3 separate regions of the Mus musculus genome follow, and regions 2 and 3 are each linked to region 1. The links are chromatin contacts, called in public promoter capture Hi-C maps. All regions are on one chromosome and are shown on one strand. The core of a region is the stretch at or near the end of the contact, and the rest is flanking DNA. Distances in the headings are between cores, read along the strand shown. Region 1 holds the start of Zfp758 (zinc finger protein 758). Region 2 holds the start of Zfp40 (zinc finger protein 40). Region 3 holds the start of Zfp51 (zinc finger protein 51).

The links. Promoter capture Hi-C pulls out the DNA fragments that hold promoters and counts their contacts. Capture Hi-C pulls out chosen DNA fragments and counts their contacts.
Region 2: a promoter capture Hi-C map of pre-B cells shows a contact between it and region 1, with 14 times the contacts expected there. The contact joins the promoter of Zfp40 here to the promoter of Zfp758 in region 1. A contact is called at or near these places in 9 of 39 promoter capture datasets (the 3T3-L1 cell line, the C10 cell line, embryonic stem cells and 4 more), 7 of 484 Hi-C or Micro-C datasets (adipose-derived mesenchymal stem cells, bone marrow-derived macrophages, cerebral cortex and 2 more), 6 of 115 datasets of contacts at active chromatin or transcription factors (the SCID.adh cell line, astrocytes, embryonic stem cells and 3 more) and 4 of 9 other capture datasets (adipose tissue, embryonic stem cells, liver and 1 more).
Region 3: a contact with region 1 is called in a promoter capture Hi-C map of adipose tissue, with 3 times the contacts expected there. The contact joins the promoter of Zfp51 here to the promoter of Zfp758 in region 1. A contact is called at or near these places in 1 of 39 promoter capture datasets (pre-B cells), 1 of 115 datasets of contacts at active chromatin or transcription factors (large pre-B cells) and 2 of 9 other capture datasets (adipose tissue and liver).

What each region holds. Positions count from the first base shown.
Region 1 is chr17:22,360,088-22,362,864 of GRCm38.p6, forward strand. Zfp758 (zinc finger protein 758) reads left to right here and starts at 1,366. Exons shown (of 3, transcript NM_001347330.1): 1 at 1,366-1,620. The coding sequence starts at 1,495. Zfp944 (zinc finger protein 944) reads right to left here and starts at 1,313. Exons shown (of 6, transcript NM_176962.4): 1 at 1,081-1,313.
Region 2 is chr17:23,191,914-23,194,662 of GRCm38.p6, forward strand. Zfp40 (zinc finger protein 40) reads right to left here and starts at 1,315. Exons shown (of 6, transcript NM_009555.2): 1 at 1,162-1,315.
Region 3 is chr17:21,448,925-21,451,624 of GRCm38.p6, forward strand. It overlaps Zfp51 (zinc finger protein 51), which reads left to right and starts at 1,450. Exons shown (of 5, transcript NM_009558.4): 1 at 1,450-1,497.

The sequences.
Region 1 (2,777 bases), core at 116-2,615:
CTTAATTCAGAAACAATAGTAACTCAATCTCTGGGCACAACCCTGAAAACCTAATCTTGTAAGCCTTGTACTCTTATTCTTCTAGTGGTTGATCCTTGTGGATCTGCCATGATACTGGGACACTCAAGCAGCTACATCTTACCCATATGCTGTCTTGGTTCCAAAAGGACCCGACTCTCTCTTGTTTACTCTCTTCCTATGTCCAACCTGAAAGTCCCATGTACTCACCCAGTGATTGGCTCCTATATTCATTAGGGGACTGGTTCACAAGAACAGGCCCATCCACAGTAGAGGAGGAAGAGGAAGAAGAAGAGGAGGAAGAGAGATAGAGACCAAAACGTTTGGATTATATAGGGAGGCACCTCTAGTGGAAGGGCAACCAGGACCCTGGGCTGAAAAGTTAGGATTGAGGGCAGGGCCTCTCAGGTTGGTAGAACCCTGAGGTCAGGTCTGCTTTGATATTTAAAATATGCACCTCAGTCCATTGTCCTGGCATCCAAAACCAAACAGTATCAAAGGAGACAACTTTGGCTAGGTGCTTTCTTGGCTCCCGCTTCTTCTCTTGCCCCCTATTCTCTCTTCCCTTCTCTTCCTTTGTCCAACTCCACCTCTCTCTTTCCAATCACATCCTGGTTAAGTCTGGACCCTTACTTTCTGAGTCAGTCAAGTCTGCCCTGGTTCCTCTTTTTACTTCTACCTACAAAGCCCTCTGAGGATGCCTATTTCCCAGGCCATAAGCCACTCTCTCCTGAGTAGGCAAATGATGGGTCAAGGGAGTTAAGAAATCTAAGTTCGAGAAGCTTTGTAACTGCTGTTACAAAGAGAACCCCGTGTGCAAACTACAGTACTGCAAATGTTCTACGACACTATTTTCGGAAATCATTCTGGTAACCATAAGATAAATGAAAACAAACAAACAAACAAACAAAGCACGATACACCCAGTTCATAGGATCTCAAACCTCCTGACAATGATAAAAATCCACAGCATAATTGTGAGCGCGGCGTCCTTAAGAGCAACTGCAGAAAACAAGCCCCTGCTCCGCTCCAGCCCATTTCCCAGCCCCGCAGCTCCTCTGACCTGGAAGGTTCCAGGGCCGCCGGGCTGCGGTGCCCCCGGCTGCGCGGCTGATGGCTGACTCTCCCAGGTCAGCACAGGAAACCGCATCTGAGGAGAGTTACGGCCTTCGAAAAGAACCAGGCCAGGGTAAGTCGCCCGCAGTGGGAGTAGAGACAACTTGGCTCCAACAGGTACCTAAGGGGACGCGGTTCCCAGTCTCTGGCCACGATCTTTGGAGCGGCTCCCCTAGCCCCGCCCAGGACACCACGGTTCCGGTCACGTGACAGCGCTAACGCCTTCAGGCCCGCCGCTTTCACTTCCTTAATTACGTTGGTAGAGTCCGTCCAGCTGCGTTCTCTTCTAGGTCGCCAGCTCCAAATGTCCAGGCCAGAATGACGTGAAAAGCCACCACTCCCCTTGCTACCTGTGTAATCCATGTGTACTCGAACTGAGCGCTGGTTTTTCGGCCCCAGTTTCCTTCGGAAACCGGAAAGCTCCTCAGACTCTGTTTTGTGGCTGCGGACCTGGGAGAGTCAGCAGCGCAGCCCTGGAAGGTCCCAGGTCAGAGGCGCTGCGGGGCTGGGAAACGGGAGGGAGCGGAGCGGGGAGGTGGGGGGGGGGGGGGGGCTTCCGCAGCTGTTTTTATGGACGCCGCTCTCACAGTTCTGATGTGGATCTCTTACAGTTGTCAGGAAGTTGAGATCTTATGAACAGTTGGTCTATCATGGTTTTTTTTCATTTATCCTCCAGTTAACAGAATATTCAGTCGTAAAATAACTCATTAAAAATGATAGACCAGTTGTATTATCTGCTGTTTGCTATTGTGTCAATCACAAAGCTTACGGAATGTAAATTTATTCATATTTTCTAACTCCTGTGTTTTACTAATTGCTTATTCAAGAGGATACGTTTTACCCTGCTATGTAGAACTTTGTGTATATAGTAATCATATGAAGAACCAGTGCACACTTTTTTGAACGAGAAAATATACTTTGTGTTATGCTACGGCTATGATTGTAAACATTACTATTTACTAAGCATACTTTTTATTGCCCATGAATTATTCGTCTGAGTTGTATGCAGTTTAGGATGTAAGTAAAGCATTCAGAAATGCGTCTTCATATGCTGATTTATTTTTTAAATTGCCTAATTTTTACTAGATATTTTCTTTATGTATATTTCACATGTTATCCCTTTTCCTGGTTTCTCCTCCGAATACACCGCCTCACCCCCTGCTCCCCAACCCACCCACTCCCACTTCCTGGCCCTGGCATTCCCCTACACAGGGGCATAGAACCTTCATAGGACCAAGGGCCTCATCTCCCATTGATGACCAACTAGGCCATCCTCTGCTACATATGCAGCTGGAACCTTGAGTCTCACCATGTGTATGTTCTCTTTGGTTGGTGGTTTAGTCTCTGGGAGCTCTCGGGATACTGGTTAGTTCATATTGTTTCTCCTATGGGGCTGCAAGCTCTTTCAGCTCCTTGGGTCCTTTCGGTAGCTCCTCCATTGGGGACCCTGTGCTCAGTCCAGGGGTTGACTTCGAGGATCTACCTGTATATTTGTCAGGCACTGGCACAGCCTCTCAGGAGACAGCTCTAACAGGCTTCTGTCAGCAAGCACTTGATGGCATCCACAATAGTGTCTACGTTTGATGACTGTATATGGGATGGATCCCCAGGTGGGACAGTCTCTGGATGGTCATACCTTCAGTC
Region 2 (2,749 bases), core at 65-2,564, 830 kb after region 1:
CAGTGAGCGAATACAATTATTGAAACGATGCTTTCTAATTTTAGTTTTAATCTAAACTGAGTTTGCTGACTATAAAATCATGATTACACATTTCTGAATTGTGTATTTACACTCCAAATACTGTATTTATAGAGTGCTTACATCTCAAGACAGAAAATTAACAGGGAGTAAAATTTGCTTAGTAAACATTAATGTTTACAGCAGTAACTTTGGCATTTAATAAAGTACTGCTATGGGTAGCTGGCCAGAGATGACCACTCAAACAGTTTATAGCCCACTCAAAGTCTTTATTCCAGCCGGTTGAGACCACACCCAAGTGTTCAGGGACCTAAGTGTTTCTGTGAATGTCCAAAACATAGGGGTTTTAAGGGCAGGGACCTCATCCAGGCATCTTGCATAGCAGCTGCTGGGGCCATTCTGCAGAGTAAGTAGTTTGAAGCAAGCAGTTTTTAACAGTAGCTAAAATAGGAGGTTAGCCATCCTGATGGGAGGTTCCAGCACACCAGCAGCTAGGATCTAAGGTTGACTGGAAGAGGTTACTCAAAAACTTTAATCAATGGCTAAGTATGGTAGGTTAGCTAGGACATCCTGACCTAGAATAGAGTTGGGTCGTTTTTTTCATGGGATTCTCCATCAAGAAAATAATTTTTTAGTTAACCCTGGAAACGGTCTCAGCAGGAATACAACAAGATGGAGGAACCGCTACACTGTTTTGCTCTGTCACAGTGTATATTCTGATTCTATCAAATCTGCACTGGTTCTTCATGCGACTAGTATCTACAAAGCTTTCTGCTGTGCTTAGTCCCAGGGGCAAAGGACAATCTCTGAAATAGGCAAGTAGTAGAACACAGAAGTTAGAAAAAAGCATGCATGAATTTAAATTCCAGCAGCTTTGTAACTATTACAAAGCAATGAGAAGCCTGCTTGCAGACAACAGATGATGCAAATGCTCTAGCAGATTATTTTATGAAAATATTCTGGCCAGCATAAGATAAATGCAAAAATGACGATAAACCCCTGTTCATATGATTTCAATCTTCCCGACAATGGTAGGCTATCCATGGTTAAAAGATTATCTACTACAGAATTGTGAGAGCGGCTTCCTTTGAGCAGCCTCCACCCTTGCTCCCGCCCGTTTCCCAGCCCCGCGGCTCCTCTGACCTGGGCGTTCTATGGCTGCCGGGCTGAGGCTCAAGCTACAGCGCTGTTGACTAATGACTTTCTCAGGACTCCTCTCGCGGCACCTGTGGATGCCTGGAATTTTCACGCCCTCCTAGAGAAGCCCGTGTCCTCCACCCCGGATTCCGGACCTCGCAGCTTCCCCGGTCCCTCAGTGAATGGTGAATTTTTCTGTCACTCTGTGCAGGCTCCTTGGAGCACCGCCCTAGCTCCGCCCACCACACGCTGGTTCCGGTTACGTGAGGGTTTTTTTTTTTTTTTTTTTTTTTTTTGTAAGCCCACCCCTCCCAAGCTCTTCTCTTTCTTTCTTTCTTTCTTTCTTTCTTTCTTTCTTTCTTTCTTTCTTTCTTTCTTTCTTTCTTTCTTTCTTTCTTTCTTTCTTTCTTTCTTTCTTTCTTTCTTTCTTTCTTTCTTTCTTTCTTTCTTTCTTTCTTTCTTTCTTTCTTTCTTTCTTTTTTTCCAAGTCTATCCGATTGTTTTCGTTTTTAAAAACTTCCTCGCCTTCTGATCAGGCGAGTATCCCCGCTCCGCGGAGGCAGGTCCCTCCTAGTCAGTATTGGACAGCCTGTCACACAGCTCTAGCTGTCAGGCTGCGCTGCACACGCTCAGCACAGTCCCACCCACCCACCTACCAGGCTTGCTGACAGCTAGACCAGAACTGGATCTAGTCCGCTGCACCCAGGTCTGACCCAGACCGTGGCTTCTGAAGTCTTCAGATAGAAGTTATTCTGCCTAACTTTTCATCTTGAGATACTAGCCTTCTGGACTACAGCAAAAAGGAATCAGCCGACACCCTAAATTCTGACTTTTGTTCCGCTCCCAACATTATAGTAAACCTAAGGTTAAAATGCCCTTGACCTAAAACAGACAAACAAACAAACAAACAAACAAACAAAAAACCCAAAACAAAACAAAACAAAACAAAAAAAAACTATAGCTGTGTCCTTTAAGGAAAACACTGTAAGTGGTATCTTAAAGATACATAGCTCAAAAACCAAGAGTCAAATTCAAGGAGAACAAAGCAGGTTGAGCATGTAAATGAACTAAAAAAAGACAGGAACAAAATGATTTGTTGGGGGGAGGGGGCAGATAGCAAATGCTGATGGAAATGAGGACGACTTAAGATATGAAGATTGAATTCAATAAGTAGCTAGAAACATCGAAAAAGTCCAAACTGAAGTGAAGCAAGAAATCAAAACTGCAATGTCTAATAATAACTCAGAACAGGTAGGAGACAGAATATCAGGCTTGAAGACAAAGTACGGGAGCGGGATGTCTCAGTCAAAGGAAATGATGAATTAAAAGAAAATACACAAGTAGCACTGTTTAAAGGCAGAAGTGAAATTTAAACTGTGCATCCAACACTTATATGAAATAATTTAAATTTTAGACATTAACAACTCAATCTGGAGAGCTTTACTGGGAAGCTGGGTAATTATTTTCATAACTATGCAAATTGGAGTGACACTGAAAAGCCATCTGCATCCTTCTCTCACAGACCTTCACTATTACCAGCCAAACATCTAAAATTTTAACTTGGGGGAAGACATTTGAAGAACTCGGGATTTTG
Region 3 (2,700 bases), core at 200-2,699, 910 kb before region 1:
TGTGTTACACAAAGAAAACCTTTCTCAAATGAATGAGTGAGTGAATGAATGACCTCCCCCAAGTTTTCTATTATTAGCTATTTCACACTTGCATATTGCATTTGTATGTCCACATCAAGTATTGCCCAATATTTTGGTATACTTTTGATATAAAGTACATATTCCACTCCTAAAACTCTGCTCTTCTGATTTACAATTCCAACAAACCTCTCGATTGTGTTCATCTCTATTCATATTGCCAGGGACCCAGTAAGATAGGAGCTATGTGTTGGAGCCTGATGTGCTCAGCACAAGATGACAACTAAAGGTAGTGATTATTCTCCTACAATCTATCCATAGCCAACCTCTGGGAGGTAAAGTGAGCTGTTCCAGTTCCTAGAATGACTGTGGTCTTGTGTGAGGCCAGTGAACATAAAGACAGCTGCTGTTGGTTACTGATTACAATAATTGTATGGAGTCTAGAGAATAGTGTGTCTTAGCCCATCCTCTCCTCTTTTCCTTCTTATATCCTAACCACCTCTTCTTTGGTGTTCACCAAGCTAGATGAACTAACTAGTAACTGACTATATTAAGACTAGAACCATATACCTTATTTTTTGCATCTGTGCAAGTTAAGGTCTCTGCATTCAACACTCCAGAAAAAAGGGAGGGAGGGAGGGAGGGAGGAAGAGAGAAAGAGATAAATAGATAAATAAATAAATAAATAAATAGAGGGGTGGAAGGAAGGGAGGAGAGAAGGAAGGAAGGAAGGAAGGAAGGAAGGAAGGAAGAAAGAAAGAAAGAAAGAAAGAAAGAAAGAAAGAAAGAAAGAAAGAAAGAAAGAAAGAAAGAAAGAAAGAAAGAAAGAATTGGTTTTTCTCACTTTAAGCATAAATCACAAGACTAACTCCTTTCTGAGTTAGTAAAATGACAGACCGCCATCTAGTGGTAACATCAGTACAGCACAGGATGAATTCGGCCCTGGGCGGATAGCAAAGAGCCACTGAATTCTTGAGACACCTATTTCTTTTCAAATTCCAAGTTCTTTAAAAGTCTCTCCCAAGTCAAAATTTTAGGATTTGCTTTTGGCTTCTCATGTTTGTGTTTTGGGGATGGGACTTGGGCTTCTGAATTTAGCCTGTGTTGTTGTTGTTTGGTACAAAGTATGTATTCCAGCGGCTGGAAGTCCAGGAGGTGTTAGGCTTCCGGTCATTTATCTAAATGGTTCTGAACTCACTATGGGGGTCAGATATCGGGGTGCAAAGTCCTACCAGATCCACTTCTGGTCTAGCTAGCAGCAAGCATGAGGGGAGGCTGGGCGAGCTGACAGCTGGGCCTGTGTGGAAGGCAGCCAGAGACAAAGTGGGAGGGACGGGTCTCCGCGGGGCAGGGCCACTCACCCGGAAACGGAGGGTGCAAGCACATTGGACGTTACCAGGAAGTGTAGAAAAGTGTTGAGTGGGAGGAGTTAGAGGAGTGACGTGAGCGGAAGCTGGGAAACTAGGTGAGTGAAGCCAGGTAAGTTGAGAACCAAAGCCAAAAGTGTTAACGACCTGTTCACGTCCAGAGCTCACGGCCCTGCACCGTAGGGAATCGCGTAGTGTAGACCTGGGATAGCAGAACGGGGAGGAATTTAGGGGAAGGTAAAACGCCGGCCAGCCGTGTGCCGCGCGGGGCATCTTGGGAGAGTCAGCAGCACAGCAGCTGGAACCATAGCTCAGAAACCTCCCAAGTCAAAGGAGCTACGGGGCTGGGAAGGGGCCGGAAGAGAGCAGGGCGTGATCAGTTTTTCTGGTGTTCATAAGTAAGCTGGCTCGATATATTTTAGTGCATATAAACTGAAATAATCCTGATGTGTTTTTCATTGACCAAATGATTGCCAAAATATTCAAAATAGTAGAATAGTAGAATATTTTAGTTTATCTACTGAAGTTTGCAAACCAGTTCTCTTTGTTGAGATAAAGGATAAAGCTCTTTAAATTTACTTACATCCATGCTAACTCCACTGTTATACCCAGGACATACTTGGTGACTTAACATCCCCAGAGAGCTTTTAGCTATTACTCATGAAAGGAATGGCTGGAAATGTAACTGAATCTCAGCGTATATTTGTTGCGAGTTTCGTAGATATAGTTGTAAATATAACTAGAAGTGATTGTCATCACTTCTTCCTCTCCTTCTAGTCTCTCACTCCTCCACTACCTTCCTCCCCCTATCCTACACCTTCCTCTCTTTATCCTCAGAGAAGGGAAAGCCTCCTGTGGATATCCACCCTCCTTGGCATATCAAGATGCAGTGGGATTAGGCACTGCACTGAGGCTATTGAGGCTAGACAAGGCAGCCCAGTTAGGGAAAGGGGATCCAAAGGCAGTCAACAGAGTCAGAGACAGCCTCTGCTCCAGTTGTTAGGGGACCAACATGATAACCAAGTTGCACATCTGCTACAGTTCACAGTTAGAAAGGACATTATAAACCAGTTTTTAATCCTTTAATCCCTGTATCCTATAACCCTTTAATCCTTTAATCACAAGCCTTTAATGCCTACACTTAGGAAACTGAGGCAATTGGATCTGGGAGTTCCTTGCCACCCTGGTACATAAAGGGAGTTTAAGGACAGCTAGAACCACAGAGAAATGTCAGTGGGAAGAGGGAGAAGGAAAAGGAAAAAAGAAATAAAACAGAAAAGGTATTATATTGTATATGATGGTACTATAAATCATC